2 separate regions of the Pan troglodytes genome follow, and region 1 is linked to region 2. The links are chromatin contacts, called in public Hi-C maps. All regions are on one chromosome and are shown on one strand. The core of a region is the stretch at or near the end of the contact, and the rest is flanking DNA. Distances in the headings are between cores, read along the strand shown. Region 1 overlaps LOC104006192 (a long non-coding RNA gene). Region 2 holds the start of SPRY1 (sprouty RTK signaling antagonist 1).

The links. Hi-C and Micro-C count contacts between places; a contact is called where the count stands out from the background.
Region 1: a contact with region 2 is called in a Hi-C map of stem cell-derived neural progenitor cells, with 8 times the contacts expected there. The contact joins the enhancer-like site here to the promoter of SPRY1 in region 2. A contact is called at or near these places in 1 of 7 Hi-C or Micro-C datasets (stem cell-derived neural progenitor cells), 1 of 1 datasets of contacts at active chromatin or transcription factors (stem cell-derived excitatory neurons) and 1 of 1 other capture datasets (stem cell-derived neural stem cells).

What each region holds. Positions count from the first base shown.
Region 1 is chr3:124,872,430-124,878,095 of NHGRI_mPanTro3-v2.0_pri, reverse strand. The region is part of intron 5 of LOC104006192 (a long non-coding RNA gene); the gene reads right to left. Among named protein-coding and RNA genes, the nearest start is that of TRNAC-GCA, 190 kb to the right of the region's middle. Within about 2 kb of position 3,730, at least 10 of the 24 cell types and tissues checked have an H3K27ac peak or open chromatin away from gene starts, as enhancers often do. A contact at or near this core is called in stem cell-derived neural progenitor cells, where this site is marked.
Region 2 is chr3:124,569,258-124,575,431 of NHGRI_mPanTro3-v2.0_pri, reverse strand. SPRY1 (sprouty RTK signaling antagonist 1) reads right to left here and starts at 1,600. Exons shown (of 2, transcript XM_517428.8): 1 at 1,470-1,600.

The DNA of each region.
Region 1 (5,666 bases), core at 2,481-4,980, 300 kb before region 2:
TGGTAAGTTTCCTTCCTTCACAACCTTTCTCTTCTTCATTTACTTTCTTCTATGAACTCTCATTTCAAAACTAACATTGTCTTTAATTTTTCTAGTAACATGGAAGATTTTATCTTTAAAATGTTTCTTCTACTTCCCGGCATTACCATTAGTCTGATATGACTTATTCATCTATCTTATATAATAATAATTATTATTGAGCACTTTCTATATGCCACTTTACATGGATGAGTTCCTATTTCTTTCTCTTGTCTTACTATCCATTTGTATATCCCATGCTCATTCTTTTCAAATTGTGACTGTATTAGTCTACTGGAGCTGCCACAGTAAATACCATCAAATAAATACCATAATAATTTAATATCATAATACTTTAATACTATAATAAATACCATAAAAATACTACAGACTGGGTGGCTTAAACAACTGAAATGTAGTTTAAGCCACAACAGAAATACAGTTTAAGCCATCCATTTCTCCAATTATGGAGGTTGGAAGTCCAAGATCAAGGTGCCAGTAGGGTTGGTTTCTGGTGAGGTCTCTCCAGGCTTATATACAGTCACCTTCTCACAATGAACTCAAGTGGCTTTTCCACTGTGCACGTACAAAGGTAGAGAAAGCTCTGGCATCTCTTCCTCTTCATACAAGAACACCAGTACTATTGGATTAGGGCCCTACATTTATGACCTCATTTAACCTTAATTACGTCTTGAACAGTCCTGCCTCCAAATACAGTCATATTGGGGGTTAGGGTTTCAAAATATGGTTTGAGGTGGTGACACAATTTAGTGCATAACAATGACAGAAAACTGGTACTGCAAAAATCTTGAATTCAAATAGACTGTTTCAAAATATTTTCTTACTAATTCTGAGGCTTGGGTGTATCTCCAGCTACATGATCCATGCATTTGAGTTACTAAACCTCCATTCTTTCCATCTACATCCCTCAACACGCAGTGCAAAGGATATCTCCCCAATGCACTGCAAGGCATCTATAGGGCGCTGGTAATTGCTTAACTAACTGTCCTAAAAATAATATATGCATTTTTATGTACACATGCACATACATTTTTGTATACTTGAGATTTTTTACATAGACATAATAAATTTTGCTAATATAAAGCATATATAGCACACAATTTACAACATATAAAATATTGATTATAAAGTCTATACAGCCAATTGATTATCACAGAATGCTTCTCTTGAATTTTCCAAACTCATACCCAAACTATGGTTGCAATGAACAAGTGTTCTGACATGAATGTTTGGTGATACTTTCATTTATGTTACTAAGTAAAATGAAAGTGATACAAAAAAGATGCGCATCTCAGAACTTCATTCTTTCATCAATGACTTGAGCAACTTTCAGACAATAGTTTCAAATACTAGAAGAATACTTCCACAGTTTTTTGAGCCATGGCACAACACTCTTAATCTGCATCATTAACATTTTCTTCATCGCTTTAATTCTAATTAATAAACAAAACAATAAGTCAAGTATTTATATGCAGCATTTGCAGATTTTCATGATATAAATACTCCCGCCATGGCTGTTTTCAAGCTACCAATGTGATATATTACCAAATACAGGGTTGGAAAGAGATGCACAGTAGTTCACTTTCAGATCATATTTTCACCAGACAGATACAATCGATGGGAATAACCTCAAGAGCATAGATAATAATAATGTATCGTTATTAAGGTGTGATGAGTTTTAGTACTTATTGCCTTTGTTTCTCAAGTAATTTATTGTAAGTTTGTAATGTAATTTTTAATAATGGCTGTGTTTAACAATTGATTTGCAAACTTTGGAAATGTATCCATCGGCTCTAGAGAGCAGGTATGAGCCATCTCCAGCATATGAGTCTTCAGCTCTCTGCAATTCCCTAATAAATCTTCACCTTCTATCTTCTCCCTTCCTAGTGGTCAGCCTGCTTGTGATAAAAATGGTATATTTGAGCACTTCTGAATTTCCACCCTGACCCTGCTCCTCCTCGGTGGAGTAAACCTGAATTCAGTGATCTTCCTCTGACCTATCCAAACCCCCAGACTCTGGCATTCCAGAGAGAGAGCCTTGATTGGACCTTTCAGGATTGACTCCCAAACTGTGAAGCACCATACTTATTGCAGAGATCATGGATGTATGTGCCAGTACACTAAGCCTTTTCTGAGTTTGGTCTTAATTTCATAGTTTTGAGTACCTATACTTTGTTGTTATGGTTTGTATGTGTAATTATTGCCCAGTATTATTGCAGATGGCCTTTGTTATCTGTTTTTCATCATTGTTATTGTTGTTTATTAGTTCAGGAAATAAACTAGGATATAAACACAATTCTTCTGCCATCTCTAGTCAAAAATCTGCATTTCTAAATTTAAACATTTTTCATTTGAAAGCCAAGTTCCTCATTACATATAATGCCCTTGAGAAATGCAATTTAAAAGAGGTGCAATGAGAAAATAAAGTATGGCAGTACCAAAATAAATGTTCTTCACAAACAAAAGTGCTGAGTATATAGGAAATTATTACAACAGTGAAAAAGTCTGTATGTTAGTACATTTGCTAATCTTTTTTTTTTTTTTTTTTTTTTGAGACGGAGTCTCGCTCTGTCGCCCAGGCTGGAGTGCAGTGGCGCGATCTCGGCTCACTGCAAGCTCCACCTCCCGGGTTCACGCCATTCTCCTGCCTCAGCCTCCCGAGTAGCTGGGACTACAGGCGCCCGCTACCACGCCCGGCTAATTTTTTGTATTTTTAGTAGAGACGGGGTTTCACCGTGTTAGCCAGGATGGTCTCGATCTCCTGACCTCGTGATCCGCCCGCCTCGGCCTCCCAAAGTGCTGGGATTACAGGCGTGAGCCACCGCGCCCGGCCACATTTGCTAATCTTATACAAATGTTTAGAGGACCAGATCTTTTTAATCTTCAGCTGAAATGTATTACAAATCTTGTTTAAAGATAAGAAAAGAGGAAATATCTACATGTGTTTCCCATATAAATGGAAGATATAATTTTTAAGGAGGGGAAACAAGGACAATTGACTCACAAACAAGTCATTCCAAAATGGTGGATTCTGTGGTATTTATTTTCTGTTTGTGGAACATTTACAATACAAAAAAAAAAAAAACCCATGTTCTACATCATTCCCACAAAGTCTTCTATTTGCCGAAAGAAAATATGTCATTGTGTAGAAGAAAACTAGAGGAAAAACAGAGGTATGTGATTAACATGCTCGATGTTTTTTTTATATACACAGATTTATTTCAGAACACTTTGAGACATATCCTAATATTTAACATTGAAAAACTTGAACAAATACCCATTTTAGCATATATTTCTTCTTCAAAATTTACTTCCGTATGAGAGGGGGGATAAAAGACAATACAACCGAAAGCAAGACAGTAAGAGAGAAAATTGCATATCTGGGAAGGATGAAAAAGAATGCATGAGATGGCAACAACCCATCCAATGTGAAACTATTTATCAGGCCAAAAGTCAGCTATCTTCCCATAGGAAGTTGTAGGGGGGAAGCATTGGCAAATCTTATCTTCCGAGGGAGATAGACGGTCCCTAGAGTAACAACAACTCCATCAAGTTTTCACTGAACAGTTTCCAGATAAATAATGTCTTTCCACAAATAATCTGCTCTCGAAAGGCAGCCCCCAGACATGAGAAGCAGGAGGAATGGCTAAGGGCTGTGGAATTTTCTGAACATGAACAGTGAAGAATGTAAGTCTTTGTAACTGAGGAATGAGATCACTTTGAAAAATAAATGTCTAGAACCAGGGCTATTGCACAAGTAGGCACGTTTTCAGGGCCTCAGAAAAATGCATTCTCAAGATTAATCTTTACATCTGTTTCCAGAGTCCTCATTCAAAAGTTGACACTTTTGTACAAAGAACACCCTAGTGCTGACTGTGACAAGCAGGCAGCATTGCCAGCGATTTACTAGCAACTCATAAATCTGTGGGAAATACTCCACATATAGTCCTGCCACCCTCACTAAACCCTTGCAACCTCTCCCTGCCCCTGAAATTTGGAGGCTTAGAGCACAGAGAGAAAATAAAAGCAATATAAAGTGTGAGAAGAAAGTAGCCTAATATATAAAATAAAAGACAAAAGCAGACTGGATTATGCCAGCAAGCCATCTGCACAGCTGAAGGCTTCTTCAGGCAAAAAAAGGCTCCACTGTTCCTGAATCAATTGCTTCCTATTCACAAGCTCACTGTATAGGGCTAAATTCAAAATGGCTCTCGGGAAATTCTTGCCAATCCTGTGGTCTGATTTTAGGCTCTATTTTTCCCTTTCTTTTAAAGACCCGAGGATGTAAGTATGTATCAGTGCTGTAAACTTGCCAGCATTCACTGGAATGAGTCAAAGGATCTGGCATTAAATCACAGGGATTTGAGTTGCTAATAAATACAGCAGGCCCCATCCATTGTTGATTAATTCTGACTGAAACCTAAACACCAAACAACAAACACTCTTCTGAACTGCTCTGGTACCCATTAGTTTGATGTGTTTATTAGACAGGGCTGTGTTCTTTCAAGTTTATTAACAACAGATTAAAAAACTGCAAACAAATCTAGGTTTCTTTTTATGATTTAAAAGTGTGGGTACCATTTACTAATGTTTTTAGGGTTAACTGTAAATCCAAACAAGGCTGAAAAAATTATGTCAAACTAAGATCTTGGTACAAAGTATGAATAGTTACTGTCAATGTGCACCTTCCATTATTCAAACAGTTAAAATTTCTATTTTATTTTATTTTTTAGAATTGTCATGTTTTTTAAATGCATCCTTGAACAGGGCCCTAAGCAGTATCATAGGTTGAAAAATAAAGTTTTTTCAAGTAATATGATTTATTGCATACTTTTAAAGATTACAGAAGTTAATAAGACATTTTCATGGTATTTAATTATATTTACCATGTAGCAGAGTTCCTGTACATTTATTCTGATTGGGTCAACTAGCACATATCCATAGAATGTGTGGTATATTATCTATTAGCAGTGCATCAAAGTAAAAAAAATTACAAGCAAATGCACACTGTGCAAAGATAATCAAAAGTGCCCCAGTATCAAGAATTCAAATCATCATATTACAAGCACAAATTTTCAAACCATTTGAATATATTAACAGTGACTATTAAAGTCTGGGTGAATCCTTAAAAATTTCCAAGGTGCATACTATTAACAAATTGGTAGAAGTCCTGAAAAGGCCCAAGAAGTCCTCAAAAAGGCCCAATTATTGCTATTTCAAAGTCTTCAGTGGAAACAAAGATATGGAGACACATAAGTCATATTTACGGTTCCAGGAAAATTACCATAAAAGATATTTACCTTAATCTAAGCTACCTAAAGCCTGCAAATTAATTGTACTGATTTAAAAACCATATATTTATATTCTATTAATAGGTTTTACAACTAAGTAAATTTTAAATACCATGTAATTTTAAGCACTTTTCTTTAAATAACGTGTGAAGAAGAAGAATTTTCATGTTTTGGCTAAATAGAAAACTTATTGTCAAATCTGGAGCCTTGGGAAATCCATCATGTCCCAAGGTCATATGAAGCAACATTTGGATTTGTAAAGCCTTCTATAAGTGCATCTGCTATTGCAGTCACAAAATATTCCAACCCAAATCTGTTACTGCAATATCTAAATTT
Region 2 (6,174 bases), core at 351-2,850:
AACAAACTTCATACTGGCTGGGAAATGAAGTTGCCAGACAAAAAAATTAAAAGCAAAGAAAATTCGCCACCTCCGATCCGAAGAAAAGCCCATTTTCAAGCAGTGACAGTCTTGGACAAGCCCCAAACACGCTCACACGCGCTCGGCACACTGCCTTCCCCAAGAAAACGCGAATGGAAGTAGAATACCTTTTCGGACAATCCCATCACCATACTAAGGATCACCGTGGATTTCCAACACACTTTTTGCGTGGCCCACCAAGGTTTCTGACAAATCATGAAGAGTCTTCAGCGTCCACGCGGGAGCCCAAAGCAAGCCCACGGTCTGGCTGACCCTAAGCAAGGATTTGTCTATGCTTTAAAGGAAAAGCTGGGTTCACCGAGGGCCGAGGAGAAAGCAGCCAGCGCAGGGGCGGCCACATTGCAAGTTACCACGGTGGAGCTGCGCCCTCTGCAATCCGCACTGAATAAATAGTTGACGGAAGAAGGAAAAGGAAAAAGTTATGAATGAAAACAAGTTCTTTCTCCCTCTCTCTGGTAGGAGGAGGGGAGGAGGCTGAGGTTACCATGAGCTCAGGAGGGCGGACTTCCCCACTTTTTTTTTTTGAGCCGGAGTCTCACTTTGTCTCCCAGGCTGGAGTGCAGTGGCGCGACCTTGGCTCACTGCAACCTCCGCCTCCCGGGTTCAAGCGGGTCTCCCGCCTCAGTCTCTCGAGTAGCTGTGACTACAGTCGCGCGTCACCACGGCCGGCTAATTTTTGCATTTTTAGTGAAGACGGGGTTTCATCAGTTGGTCGGGCTGGTCTCGAACTCCTGACCTCAGTTGATCAGCGCGCCTCGGCCTCCCCAAGTGCTGGGATTACAGGCGTGAGCCACCGCGCCCGGCCGACTTCCCCACTTTTAAAGTGGCAGTGCCCTCTCCCTTCCCCTGTCTTTGCACTGAGCTCCAAACCAGAAGAAAGTTGCGGCTGGCTTTGGGGCTGCCTAATTCTATCGAGGGGATAATCGGCGAATTCCGGAGATGTGCCTACACACACACACACGCACACACACAGCCTTTGTCGTCCCCCTGCTTGACGCACACTCCTCCAAAGAGGGCCCCCGGGGACATCCCCAGAGCCGCCTGAAATCCCCCTTGGGCGTGAAGGGCTCTCCGAGAGAACAACCTGGGCCACCGCGCCGCCGCTCCGGGTAATCGGGGATGGAGGAGACCCTGTCCTGTTACGTTCCGCAGCCGCGGACCGTCGCCCACCCCGCCACCCAACCTTGAGCCCCCAGAAGCCGCCGCCCCCAGGGGGCAGGGAGCGGCGGGAGGGGCCGCGCCGAGCGAGGTCGTCCCTCCCCTCCCCTCCTCTCCCGGAGTCCTGGCTCGGGCAGCAGCGCCGCCGAGTCCGCACCTGCCGCGCCGAGCGAGCCCCGCCCGCGCGCCTACAGCCCAGCGGGCCGAGGGCGGCCGCCGCACACACTCACCTAAGCCGAAGCGATGGCCGGGGGCCAAGCCGTGCGACCCGGCCCAGGTCCTGGTGCGGGCGGCGGCGTGCACGTGCCGCATCAACCGCGGCGGGGAGGGCGAGGCGGCATCGCCGGAGCTGGAGCGCCTCGGCCCGCGGCCTCCCCCGCCCCCGCCGCCACCGGCCAGGAGCGCTCCCCGCGGCCCCCTTCCGGCTGCGGAGGGCAGTTCTCCCGCGGCTCCGCGCGGCCGGGCCCGGACCTCTCACGGCTGGTGCTCGCCGGGCGGCTCAGTAACATCCACCTCGGGAGGTCTTCTCCTGCAGCCCCTTTCCAAGAACCAGTTTTTACAAATCCTTTCAGGAAGGCTCCCCAAGTCTCAGAAAAACAAGTAGGGGAGTGGCGGAGTCGAGTGCGTGACGGGCCAGCTGACGGCACGGTGTGCTCAGAGAACTCGGGTTCTAGTCGCTCCTCGCAAGGAACGAAGGAAGGGATGGCGGCCTCCTGACGAGCGAAAAATCCACGTCACGGGCGTTCGAGACTCCGCAGCGCCCGGGTCGGGGCCCGAACCGGCGTCGGCGGGTGGATCACGGAGCCGCGCAGTACCCCGGCGAGACCTCGGAGCACGCGCCTGCCAGGCAGAGGCTGCCGCGGCCAGGAGGGGGAGGGGGATTTTTTTACCCTTTTTTTTTTTTTTTTTTTTTTTTTTTTTTTAGCGGGGAGGAGTGAAGAGAGTGAGGTTTGGGGATCCTTCTCGAAGAGAGAAAGGCGGGCGTCGTCCCTTGTCCCCCGCGCAGGCCGACGCGCTTAGCCGATTCCGCACGTTGGGCAAGTGGGGGCACAGCGTCCCCGGGCACTCCGGTCCCGGCAGGTCAGCCTCTCCCGGGCAGCGCTCACACCCAGTCCTCCGAGCCTGGGGTTCCACGGCCGAAATGCCTGCGACACAGAATTAGAGATAGAAGCTTGTGAATGTCCCTTTCTTCGAAAGGCTGGGACCCGGGGCGGGCCGCTGGCCAGCTCGCCCGCAGCCCGTTGCCATGTGCTCCCTGTTGCTGCTCCCAGTGATTGACAGGCCGGCGCACAGTCGGCGTGTCAGCCGCGAACCAAAGTAACATGCAGTCCTGCACGTTTTTGCCGAGGTGCTTTTGCCCCCTGGAATGCCTAGGAGTTCAAACAACGTTCAAGCAACGCCTCTGCGCGTTAGGAATCAATACACAGAGACGGGAAATTCAGGTTTTAAACCAATGCTTCGCTCGGGCTTCGGTCGCCAACAATGCCTAAACAAACACGCATTTGGTCCATACACCGAGTGCTAGCCCCTCTTCGCATAAAGGCATTAACGGCTCTGTGTTTCACAAATTCGATCGTTTCAGACTTTAAACGTCTACTGTTCGGTTAAGGAAAGGTGAAAGGGACCCTGCTTTTTCTTTTAGCGGTAGCATTTACTTTAAGAGCATTAGTTTTAGCAGTGGGAATGCTACCGGTGTTTTGAAATGCAACCAGTAACCTTAGCTGGAAAGCAAGTTCAAATAAATAAATGTTCAGTTCCTTGCAAAAGTCAACATTTCTCACCTTATCTTTCCTAAAATGTCTACGGAAGGAAACGGTACTTACCTAATGCAAAGATTGCAAATTGCTTTTCAGGCACATTTAACAGCGACTGTAGCTGTTCCTTATCCAGGGCAGGGAAGCTGATAATCACTCTGCAAACCACTGCGTGCTTTACAGAGCGGTCTCACTCCGGCTCCGCGGAATTTCAGCTCCTTGCCTCCACCTCCACCTCCACTCCGGGACACGCCTCCGGTGATATCATGTGTCAATCACTCGGGCTGCCCGAAAACCTGGAACAGGATTTCCTTAACTATCGTTTCCTCTTTCGTTTATGTGTACCAACTTGGAAATGTTGCCCTACAGACTCGTGTAATAAACATCCTCTTAAAACTTCGGGAGTGCCTCTAAAAATTCTGCAAATGCAGTTTGTCATAGAGGAATACATTCGGATTTGGTTAGCAATCTTTAGTTGTCGATCTCAATTAAAAGGATTGGTGGACTCTACTCTTAAGTTGAATTAGAAAAGAATTGTGAAGAATAAAAGAAAATGAAAAAAGTTGTATGCCAAGCCATCACTTCTGACCAACTAGAGGGAAAACGTATATTGACACAAAAAGATGATTATATAACATTACAGTTCCTATTTACAACAAAGTTCAGAATATGTGAAACCTAAAGTTCAAAAGGTGGCACTCCTTACTGCAAATGTAATATAAGGATATGTAATAAAGGTGAAATTTTCTGCTGTGGGTTTTTTAAATAATTGCTTTACCTTGGCTTGTTATATGATTTCCCAAAAATCAAGCACATGGAGAAAAAACCAAATTCTTTCAATTTTGTAATATAGTTGTATAATTTTGCAAAAAATACAAACCCGTATATTTTTTAATTAGCTAAAAGTCAATTAATTAGAATAGAAAAAATTTATCAAGAAGTTTTATAATTCTTAGTAATAGCTGATATGACTGAAAAAAACACTTTAGGAAACTTGCTTTCTACTTTCTTACAAACTATGGGATTTTAGGCATTTATTATCAAAGTTGTGCCTTTTCATGCTGCAGTGAGGATAACTTTTTGTGGAATTGAAGGTTCCGTAGAAACTTTTAAAAGCCACCTAAAGACCAAAAACTTAGTGGAAAGGAAATATTTTTCCAGGTACTATATATCAGGAGTAGCTTAAAGTCTGGCAAAACAAAGCAAACAATAACAAAACTCTAGAATCTAAATCATATATACATATAAGTATGGAAATTTTTAGTTCAAAGTACATTTTTAGTCTCCTTATTTACAATAGCAAATGGTTCTGTTGAAACTATAAATATATACATACATAACACACACACGCACGCACACGCAGGACTTTCAAATGTCTGAGCACTTTCAAAAATTAAAGTTGTGTTTGGAATTGCCTCTAAAGAACACAGAGCATTGTTAAGAACATGAATAACAATAAAAAAGCATCACTAAAAAATAGCATAGAATAAGAATCAAGCCAAAAAGCTACATATTCACTCTTAATATTATGAATTGTATTAAAATAGGCTATTTAAAAGAATAAAATTGATTTCATTGTATTTTTTTCATAGATCTCATTAGATTTGGGGATGTAATGAAATTTTACTAGTGATGGATAGGTTTCTTGTGAATGTAATTGGAATAGACAAATCAAAAATAGAATATCATATCAGAGTATCTTATTTGGTTCTTCAAAACTATTACCACAGTTGTGAGCTGAGAGGTCAGTTCACCAATATGATAAAACCTGGAGAGGGAGCACTGAACATTCTACCTTCATAAATCCTACAAAATATATTTGAAAGATTTCTATTGCAAATACACTCTATTTCAACCAGAAATGTATTAAAATAATTTTCATGAGATCAAGTATTTTTAAATTATAATAATCAAATCCATGAGATTTTTATCTAAAACACCATCACCATGGGTCATGTTGTATTAAGAAATTAAATATGCTGTACAGAGTTGATCAATAACCCTCCATGTCATTTAGCACTAAAATGCATTAATATGTTTTTCTCTAAATATTACATTACAAATAAATGTACGTATAGCTCTGTCACCTTGGTTCTAAAAGACATTGAATGAAACCTGCCTCTCCTGATTCCCCGCAACTATAAGACTTTGTAGAAATTCTAAATTTTTAGCTTAAAGTATACATTGTTTTTCACTTGGTAAGTTTAATTACATTGTAACTTGACTAAAAATGGATAACGGGAGTATGAAATTTTTCCAAAAATGAAAAACAGTGCAAATATCAATGGGAAAAATCTTATAATAATTTTTAGTTTATTAAGATATGTCTAAATAAAGTGGAATGGAAAGTGAGCCCTGACTTGTCCTTAATTTTCATGTGAAAACAAGATTAGCCATCGCTTGTGTTAATTTGAGTTTTGAAAAAGAATAAAGTGAAATGAAAAAAATTCAGTAACTCCTCACAACTTCTAGTGATTAAAAAAAAAAATGGCCAGGCGTGGTGGCTCACGCCTGTAATCCCAGCACTTTGGGAAGCTGAGGTGGGCTGATCACCAGAGGTCAGGAGACCAGCCTGGCCAACATGGCGAAACCTGGTCTCTACTAAAAATACAAAAAATTAGCTGGACATGGTGGTCTGTGCCTCTAATCCCAGCTACTCAGAAGGCTAGGGCAGAAGAATCGCTTGAACCCGGGAGGCAGAGGTTGCAGTGAGCCGAGATCGCGCCACTGCACTCCAGTCTGGGCGACATAGCTGGACTCCGCCTCAAAAAGAAAAAAAAAATTAATACAGTTATAGGAAGCTTAACTTATTCATGTATCTACTTTATTTGCCAAAATAAAAATAACAATCATGTGTTCCGAGCTTTTGAAAAATAATACGTTATTAATTCTCCTAATGTTTCTGTGAAGTCATGATAAATAAATGTATCACAGTCTTTTATCTTGTTGAGAAACAAACACATAAACTAAATAATCACAGACATTGATGAGTTAGCCTATAAGCATGTAATAAATCAATGAAGACCGGTAATGGAAACTAAGTTCTCTTTACTTTCCTTTTAGGGCAATAGTCACTATATTACTATACTTCCCAAGAAAAGCTGGCAAGGATAGGCCATTTTATTTTCAGTTTCCTTTTGTAAACAATCTTTGTAGTTGACAGAAATAGACCAACCTATTC